Regions from separate parts of the Mus musculus genome. Here regions 2 and 3 are each linked to region 1. A link is a contact called in public HiChIP or PLAC-seq data. All regions are on one chromosome and are shown on one strand. The core of a region is the stretch at or near the end of the contact, and the rest is flanking DNA. Distances in the headings are between cores, read along the strand shown. Region 1 has its middle 25 kb from the start of Lincred2. Region 2 holds the start of Zfp691 (zinc finger protein 691). Region 3 holds the start of Svbp (small vasohibin binding protein).

Region 1 (2,700 bases), core at 178-2,677:
CTACCGGCACCAACATGATACAGTACAAACACTTATGAGCAAGCAAACCAATCATACCCCCTCCCAAATAAAAATAAGGCTTTTAAATATATATATATATATATATATATATATTGGACTGGAGACATGGCTCTGCAGTTAAGAGCACTTCCAGCTCTTGCAGAGGACCCAAGTTTGCTTCCCAGCTCCCACATTAGGGGGCTCAGAACCACCTATAATTCCAGCTTCAAAAACTTCGGCGTGTGTATCTGTAAGACACAGATATACAGATATAAAAGGAAACAAAACTCATTTTTTTTTATTTTTTAGTAATTGTTTTCTTGAAGCTCCGGAGTAGGGCCTTTGCATAGCATGGGTCAAGGTCTTGGATTCAATCCCCTGCATGGAAGACAACAACCATAATAACAATAACAACATTTTCTGACGTTGACTATAACTTCGGGGGAGGGCAAGACCGGGAAGGTTGGATTTGGGTTTTTTGTTTGTTTGGCCGGCTGGTTTTTGTGGGGGTCTTATTTGCCTGTTTGTGTGTTGTTCTGTTTTGGGTTTGGGGTTTTGCATACTCTTTACATAATAATTTAAACTTCCAGGTAGAACACTAAGGGAGTTGGGGAATGGCAGGTCCTCCAGTTCAGCTGACTCAAACTCTTGCTTCCAGAAACAGGGGTTGGGGGTGCAAAGGAAGAGGGAGCTGCCTCCTGTGTTTTTCCTAGTTCCTTTGTTTATCTCTCAGCTTGGCTTGGTGGGTTTACAGAGGAATGCCTAGCAGGGGATTTTGTGCCCCAAATCAAGGACGAGATAAGAACAGAAGAAATTCCAAACAAAGAAATCAAGATAAGCAGCTAAAGGGATTTAAACCAGGAGACCAGGCCTCTAACTCCCAGCCCCAGAATTCTCTTGAAAGTCCTAAACAATGGACATTGCCTATGGCATTTCTCCCCTTCTGAGGGTAAGATAGACTCCACTTGGTAAATTGGACCCTAGAACAAGGTGGGGAACCTGCAGCCCTTGAATTTCCATAAAGACCTGCCTAGGCCTAGGCATTGATTCAGAGCTCAGAATCACAAATTCAAATGTGTAGATTCTTCTCAAAGGAAATGAAACCTGATGATGTGCCACCTCGACCTCTGTGGATGAGAAACACCAGGTTTGTGAGTGTTGGGATTCCCTGCTCTAAGAATGGGAGAATCTGGAAGCTCTGTGGCTATTTGCTACTTACTCTAAGTGTGGTCTAAGAATGAGAAACCTCAAGTCCTTGGCATCTTGCTAGAAATGTAGATTTGGGGTCCCACCAGGGGCTACTGAACCAGGATTCCCAGGTAATGGTGAACACGTTAATGTTGAAGAAACACTGTAGACTTTAAACCCCGGATGCCACCTCCCTCCAAAGCTAACGCCACCCCTGACATCCAAGAGAGGATCAAGGTGCCTGGGACTGGCCCATCTTCTTGAAGGAGCCAGAGGTTCTGCTTTCTGAGATCTTTTCTTTCCTTCTCAAGACCTACACACCCAAACTAACTCGTTCTTTTCTTCGGTTTCTCCCAGTGCAATCCCCTCAATAAAGCCAAGTGTGCCATCAACACAAACCTGAAAAACTCGTTGTCTACAAGAGACTTGGTCAGCCATTCTGTAAGGCCACTCCAGGCAGAGCCCAGAGGCACCGCTGGGCTTGAAAAAAAGAGCAGAGCCACCTGCACCAATTAAAATCCAAATCCCTCATCCCCCACAAGCTGGCTATTCTTTAACTCTTTTTCTCAGTTACACCTGGACCTAAGAGCAAAACAAAGGCTTAGGTTGAAGTCTTAATGGGTTTGTTTTTAAAGGGACAAACTGACCCTCAGAGTCCTAGATTGCTTCGGAGGCCCAGGAGGCTTTAATGAGTTAGGTTAGGGATTAAGGAAACTGTTTGTCATCAACAATGGAATTTGTTCTTTTGTGCTTTTTAGGGAAGGGGGAAGGGCAGGAGGATTCTTCTTTCAAAATAAACCCTAGGAGGGGCCCATAGTTTAAATACTGGAGTGGCTTTGGCTGTAAAGTGTAGTCACAGAACCCAAAACACAGGGCCTCCTCTGTACTCTCTTAACAGCCCAGGTAGTAACTTAACAGCTTGCCCTGCTCGGCGGAGCAGGGGATGGAGGACCGGCTTCAGCTGCCCATCTACAAAGACCCAAAACTTCCTCATGGCTTCCTTCTCTGACCTCTGATAAGTTTCCAAAGCAGAGGCCTTGAAGGGCAGCCAGACGCATCGCCCAGGCACACACAGGATTGGAAAACGCTAGCAACTCATCTATCTGTCAGTTACACTGAAAGTTGCCATTTCTGTCTTAAGGACTGCAAGAAACAGGCCCATTTCCCCTTTCCCATGACTTCCAGAACACAGAAGGTTCTAGAACATCTCTTCAGAACTGAAATCCGTGAAAAATAGTGGGCAGGCAAGATGGCTCAGAGAGCAAAGGCTCTTGTGAGCTGACTCTACTAAGCTGTCTTTAGACTATCACAGAGAGAGAGAGAGAGAGAGAGAGAGAGAGAGAGAACAGGTAAATGAGCTAGTGAAATTATAGAGGCAGTAATAAATGAGGGCTGGGGAAAGGAATGAACTGAAGGAAGGGAGACCCTGGTCATATCTTCTGGACACTTTCAAGCTTGAAACAGTTCTCTTGGGGAACCACGGTTGAGAGCTTCCTGGAACTCCCTAAAAAA
Region 2 (2,700 bases), core at 125-2,624, 150 kb after region 1:
GGCAGTACATACACCCATTCTTTCTGGCCAGCACTGCATATGGCATATTACACAGTAGCCCATAACAGCTCATATTTTTTAAAGGTCCTACAGAGCACTCGACCTAGGGCTAAGCGGTCCAATGCACCATCTCAATTCATTTTTACAGCACCTCTGCCTCCCGAGTGCTGGGGTTGAAGGCATGAGCCGCTACATCTAGCTCAACTATTAATTTCTCATACTTACTTTAGAAATGATGAAACTGAAACTCTGAGAAATCAAGTCACGTGCCTAAGAGCACACAGTAGGTGGCAAAACTGAAGCCCAAGTTGATTCCTCCAAAGCTGAGGTTTTTAACCATTCCACCAGGACTGGAGGTAGAGACGGTGCTACGGCACTTAGGAAATGAGAAGGCACCTCTCTGAAGAGGGCAGGGAGGGAGCTTCACTGAAGAGGTGAAATTTAAACTATGACTTGCAAAATAGACAGATGAGCAGGACCAAGGCTGGCAGAGACGGAGAGTCCATCCCTGACTGAAAAGGCAGTGTGGAAATAACACAAAGTCACCTTGCATTACAAAGATCGGAGGGAGAAGAGACCTAGTGCATGTGGGGTTTTCTTCCTCGGAGCTCAGCAGCACAGAGTCGCCAGCAAGAGTGCGGAGGAGGGATGAGTTCTAAGAACAAGGCAAGAAGATGAGGCTTGGTGATCACAGACGATGAAGGACAAGAGCCTGGATTAGAAGGAAGAGACCAAGCTGGGGTCCGAAAGATTAAAGTTCTAGATCCGGGTTCGAGTCAAGGGTACCGGGAGTAACTTGGAAGGACCGGGGACAGAGTGTGAAAAATTAAGGAAGCACTCACCGGAGCTACATAGCGATTCAGAGACGGATCATCAAAGGAGCCAAAGAATCTGAGGTGGCCTGGGAGAGGGGACAAAGGCTGCAGCAGTGTCCAAAGAGCCTAGTTAAGTGGGGAAGGAGGATAAAGCTGGAGGAGTCAGCTGGGAAAGCTGAAGGACGAGAGTTGGGTTCAGAGATGTCCATGAGGTTGGGACTGGAGCTGGAAGAGTACAAGGGGCGACTCTAAAGACACGGTGTGTGGGAGGGGCATGGAGTGGTCCAAGGCCAACAGTAAGGCAGGGAGGGTAGTAAGACTGGGTCATCCGAGGACTGGGGACGTGATCGCAGCGGAGGGACACACGGTACCCGGCGGCCTTTGGGACTCGCAAAACAGCAACTTCCCAAACATCAGCCTTCAAGGCCTTCGCAAGAGCGAAGGGGCCAGGCTCGAAGCGCCCCGTGCCTCGCGTTCGCCTCCCCCATAACCCCCACGTCACCTCTACACAGCCGCGACCCACTTCACTCCCGCGGCTCGGTCAGGGACAGCGGCGCCTCGGTGGGCGGGGGAAGGAGCCGGAGCCGGAACCCAGAGAGGATCCGCCTTCACAGCGTTCGGATTGGATCCTGGGAACGTTCTTCCTCTCTATTGGCTATACTAACTGTCACACTGCACAAGACCTAGTAGGACGGCCAATAAACATTGGTTTAGTGCGCGGCATGCTGGGAGTTGTAGTTCGGAGGTTTGCTTCGCTGAAAACATTTGCCCAGTTCAGAACTCAGCGGTGAAGCTGTCATCACTTCTAAGGTCATCAGGTTTCTTTTCTTTTTGTCTTTTGAAGCGGTGGCCCTCGATAGAAACCTCGCAGTTCATTTAAAGTTTATAGTTTAAAATTAAAAGGACATGTACCAGGAAAGGAATTTAAAAATAAAGTAGTTCGATCTCTTTGTCCGAGAAGCTAAGTGTCCTCTCCCAAGGAATGACCTCCAGCCAGGTCGGCCAGTGGCCCAACGTAGGTTTTGGTTTTTTTTTTCTGTGTCCTATGTGATCCTGTTAACCCAAAAGTCTCGCATCAATCTGGATATAATAGACCAGTAAGTTATCCAGAGATGGTTTTTGTTTGGTTGGCTGGTTGTTGTTTTTCCCAGATTTTATTTTGAAGAACAATAAAGATTAAGAACTTGAAAGATAAAGAGGATAAAGAAAGTTGATGTGTAAGCTAACTACGAGCTTTTCCTGTTTGTGTGGTCTTTCAATGGTTGTCTTTGTAGCTGGTAAAGCTTTAGAGCTAGTGATGACCCGGTGATTAAGAACACTTACAGCTCTTTCAGGGGACCTGGATTCCCAGCGCCCACATCAGGTAGTTTATAACCACCTGTAACTCCAGATCCAAGGGATCCAATGCCCAATTCTGGACAATTTGAGAACCTGCACACAAGAACACACACTCACACACACACACACACACACACACACACAAAATCAGGAAAGAAAAAAGAGAGGGTCAAGTTTTATAATCCCACCTCTCTCCTCTATAAAATTCCTAGCACAACTATTGTAAGGATATAAGGACTGAGTGGATAGACAGACAGTCAGACAAATAGGCAGACACACAGACAAACATTTCCTGCTTCTACAAATAGCTCTATTCTCTATTGGTAAATTCTCTCAATAGGTAAGACTAGCATGAGTTAGTTAGCCAATAGGATTGGCTACTCAAGCAATTATGTTTGGAGCTGAGGATGTGTGTGACGTGTAAGTATCTATTACACACTATTAGTTTATAAATTGATAAAAATAAAACATCAAAAGTCAGACTCAGGAGTAAAACTGGGTTTATTATGAATGATGTCTAAAGTTTGCTTGAATTGTGGCTGAGCTA
Region 3 (2,845 bases), core at 53-2,552, 170 kb after region 1:
TCAGGCTCTTCTCCTCCTTGGCACCTTTCTTGCTAACATAACAAATGAAAATGATAGCTAGAAATTTTAGTTTACACCCTTTTGATTATCCGTGGGGCTGTTTCTCTCCCTCCTTCTCCCTCTACTTCCACCTCTCACACTCTGTGTGTGTGTGTGTGTGTGTGTGTGTGTGTGTTGGCTGATATACTTCTGATTCCTGTGGTGGTTTGAACATGTTTGACTCAGGGAGTGGCACTACTAGGAGATGTGGCCTTGTTGAAGGAAGTGTGTCACTGTGGGGTTGGGGTTCGAGACTATTCTCCTAGCCACGTGGGAGACAGTCTTTTCCTATTTGCCTTCAGAACAAGATGTAGAAAAATGGCTCAGTGGTTAAGAGCACTTGTTGCTCTTGCAGAGGATCTGGTTTTGGTCCCAGCACCCACAACTGCCACAAATGGCAGCTCACAACTGTCTTTAATATCAGTTCCAGGGGATTCTATATCCTCTTCTGGCCTCCAGCACCATGCCTGCCTGCACACTGCCATGCTTCCTGCTATGATGCTAATGGACTGAACCTCAAGACCTGTAAGCCAGCCCCAATTAAATGTTGTCCTTTATAAGAGTTGCTTTCGTCATGGTGTCTTTTCACAGCAATGGAAAACCTAACTGATACAATTTCTGTCCGGCTGAGGGTATAGCTCAGTAATAGAAGGCTTTGCCTAGCACATGCTCTGGGCCCTGAATTTGTTTTGTTTTGTTGAGACAGAGTCTCACTGTGTAGCTTTGGCTGGCCTGGAACTCATTATGTAGACCAGGCTGGCCTCCAACTCATAGAGATGTTTGTGCTTCCCCTTCTCAGTGCTAGGATTAAAGATGTGCACCACCAAACTGGGCTAGGGGCCCTGTATTGATAGATAGATAGATAGATAGATAGATAGATAGATAGATAGATAGATAGATAGATAGATAGATAGATAGACAGATCATTTTTTTCAAAGCTTTCAAAGCATTGTGGTAAACAGGATTCCATTTGATCCTCCTTATAGATCTATAAATCAGGAAGGAAGCAATCAGCAGTCCTGACTTTCTTGATTTAGAACCTGATGCTCAGAATTCCAGTGCTAGCCAATTTCAACCACAGGAATCAGATTCTGCCTTTCAAAGCCTTGCAGTTGTCCCAGAAACTAGAAGCCCGGAAAAGCTTTGGTTACTTGTAAGAATGTCCCTGCCCCAGGCCCCGCCCTCCAGCCCCAGGCCCCGCCCTACTCGCCTCCGATCCCGCCCCTCCCGCTCCGGCCACGCCCAGGTGTGCTCGCTGCGCGGGCGCAGTGGCTCCTGCGGGAGGGGCACCTCAGGCCGCGGCCCCGCCCTCCCCGGCGCGCCCCGCCCAGTCCAAGGGCAGCGGGCTGGGCGCTGCGGTCCCGCGGAAGGGGGGAGCTAGGGTGAACCCCGCGTGGGGGCTTGTCTACGACGTGGCGGAGGCCGTGAGCCCGAGGCCGGGTAAGGAAGCGCACGGACCCCCGAGCCGCCATCTTGCTACGGAGGGGCCGGGCGGGCGAGCGGGCGGGCGGGGCTGGCAGAGGGGGCTGCCGCGGACCGAGTGGCTCGCCCCTCGGCCTCTGAGACCCGGCCCTACCGTACGCCCCCGGGTTGGAGCTGCTTTCTCGGGCCTTCTCATCTGCTGCTCACCCGGGGTTGGTAGGGAAATGGCCAGGAAATGACTACTGTCCCATTGTGCAGGAAACTGAGACTCAGAAGTGAGGAGACTCGACTAGGAACGCACAGCAAGGTGCTGGCAGTGGGACTCCAGGGCACCCTGCCTCACCTGCCAAGCTAGGGAGTTGGGAGAAAGGACTAGCAAGCGGTTCTCTTTTTGTACCATCAGGTCAGAGCTAACCAAGAAGCATTCAGAAGCCAAACCATGGATCCACCTGCCCGGAAAGAAAAATCCAAAGTTAAAGAACCAGCCTTCAGAGTGGAGAAGGCTAAGCAGAAATCTGCCCAGCAGGAGCTGAAGCAAAGACAGAGAGCAGAGGTGAGATGAAGGAGGGAGCTCTGTATGCCTGAGCGAGCTGGAGAGGGTGCTGGAAGAAAAAAAAAAAAAAAAAAAAACCAGCAGAGGAAACTTTACTAGGGGTCCCTGCTTGTCCCAGGCATTGGTCCCCCCAGAGGGAGAGAGTCCAGCCAGGTCCCAAACGGTGAAGCGGAAGCCCAGAGTCACATACCAAGTTAGTGTCAGAATCCCAAGCTGGACCGGGTCTCCAGTTGCCTCCTGGCGCAAAGCTTTTGTGTTAGTGATCTGAGGAATGCATGAAAAGAGAAGAGGGTAGCTATGGGTGGGAGAGGGATCAGGGTGGGAGGAGAAAATGAACAAATGAATGAAGGAGAATGCTTGAAGTGCCAGTGTGACCCGTGACCCGGTACACATGGGCATTTGGTGCAGAGAGTATCTAGTTGGTGAGCGGGATGGAAAAAGCCCTCACTGGAGAAGCCTGACAACCTGAGAATCCATACATATGCGGAAGAAGAGAAGGTCTACATAAAACTGACCTCCACACTTGCTGTGGCACACACACACACACACCACCACCACCACCACCACCACCACCACAGCTACAGCAACAGCAGATTTAAGTGTCTGCTCATGACCGTGTAAAGGCCCAAGCTATGAGCCCACCAGTGTGCTTCTTTGTTCTCTCAACACTTAACAATCATTTAAAGATAAAAGGCTTTAAAATGTTTACATGGCTAAGGAACCACATCCAGACACGAGTATTTTAATATCCAGTATTAGGGAAACGCTTGCTGGTCTTTTCTGCCTCTTTGTTGTGTGTGCTTGTGAGGACATTTAAAGTACAGGAGACAC

What was found. HiChIP or PLAC-seq counts read pairs in DNA pulled down with a chosen protein or histone mark.
Region 2: an H3K27ac HiChIP or PLAC-seq map of embryonic stem cells shows a contact between it and region 1, with 6 read pairs. The contact joins the promoter of Zfp691 here to the enhancer-like site in region 1. A contact is called at or near these places in 20 of 39 promoter capture datasets (the 3T3-L1 cell line, 3T3-L1-derived adipocytes, the C10 cell line and 14 more), 1 of 15 datasets of contacts at CTCF or cohesin (the NIH/3T3 cell line), 8 of 484 Hi-C or Micro-C datasets (CD8 T cells, the N1E-115 cell line, Th1 cells and 5 more), 22 of 115 datasets of contacts at active chromatin or transcription factors (the NIH/3T3 cell line, the SCID.adh cell line, bone marrow-derived macrophages and 15 more) and 3 of 9 other capture datasets (adipose tissue, liver and pancreatic islet).
Region 3: a contact with region 1 is called in an H3K27ac HiChIP or PLAC-seq map of trophoblast stem cells, with 10 read pairs. The contact joins the promoter of Svbp here to the enhancer-like site in region 1. A contact is called at or near these places in 7 of 39 promoter capture datasets (3T3-L1-derived adipocytes, the C10 cell line, Sertoli cells and 4 more), 3 of 484 Hi-C or Micro-C datasets (B cells, bone marrow-derived macrophages and embryonic fibroblasts), 13 of 115 datasets of contacts at active chromatin or transcription factors (CD8 T cells, bone marrow-derived macrophages, embryonic basal ganglia and 10 more) and 3 of 9 other capture datasets (adipose tissue, liver and pancreatic islet).

What each region holds. Positions count from the first base shown.
Region 1 is chr4:119,024,769-119,027,468 of GRCm38.p6, forward strand. No RefSeq gene overlaps it. Among named protein-coding and RNA genes, the nearest start is that of Lincred2, 25 kb to the right of the region's middle. Within about 2 kb of position 1,428, at least 31 of the 459 cell types and tissues checked have an H3K27ac peak or open chromatin away from gene starts, as enhancers often do. A contact at or near this core is called in embryonic stem cells, epiblast stem cells, extraembryonic endoderm stem cells and 1 more, where this site is marked.
Region 2 is chr4:119,172,821-119,175,520 of GRCm38.p6, forward strand. It overlaps Zfp691 (zinc finger protein 691), which reads right to left and starts at 1,375. Exons shown (of 2, transcript NM_001145936.1): 1 at 1,318-1,375. It overlaps Ermap (erythroblast membrane-associated protein), which reads right to left. Exons shown (of 13, transcript NM_013848.3): 13 at 2,637-2,700.
Region 3 is chr4:119,194,008-119,196,852 of GRCm38.p6, forward strand. Svbp (small vasohibin binding protein) reads left to right here and starts at 1,303. Exons shown (of 3, transcript NM_024462.2): 1 at 1,303-1,479; 2 at 1,865-2,014. The coding sequence starts at 1,901.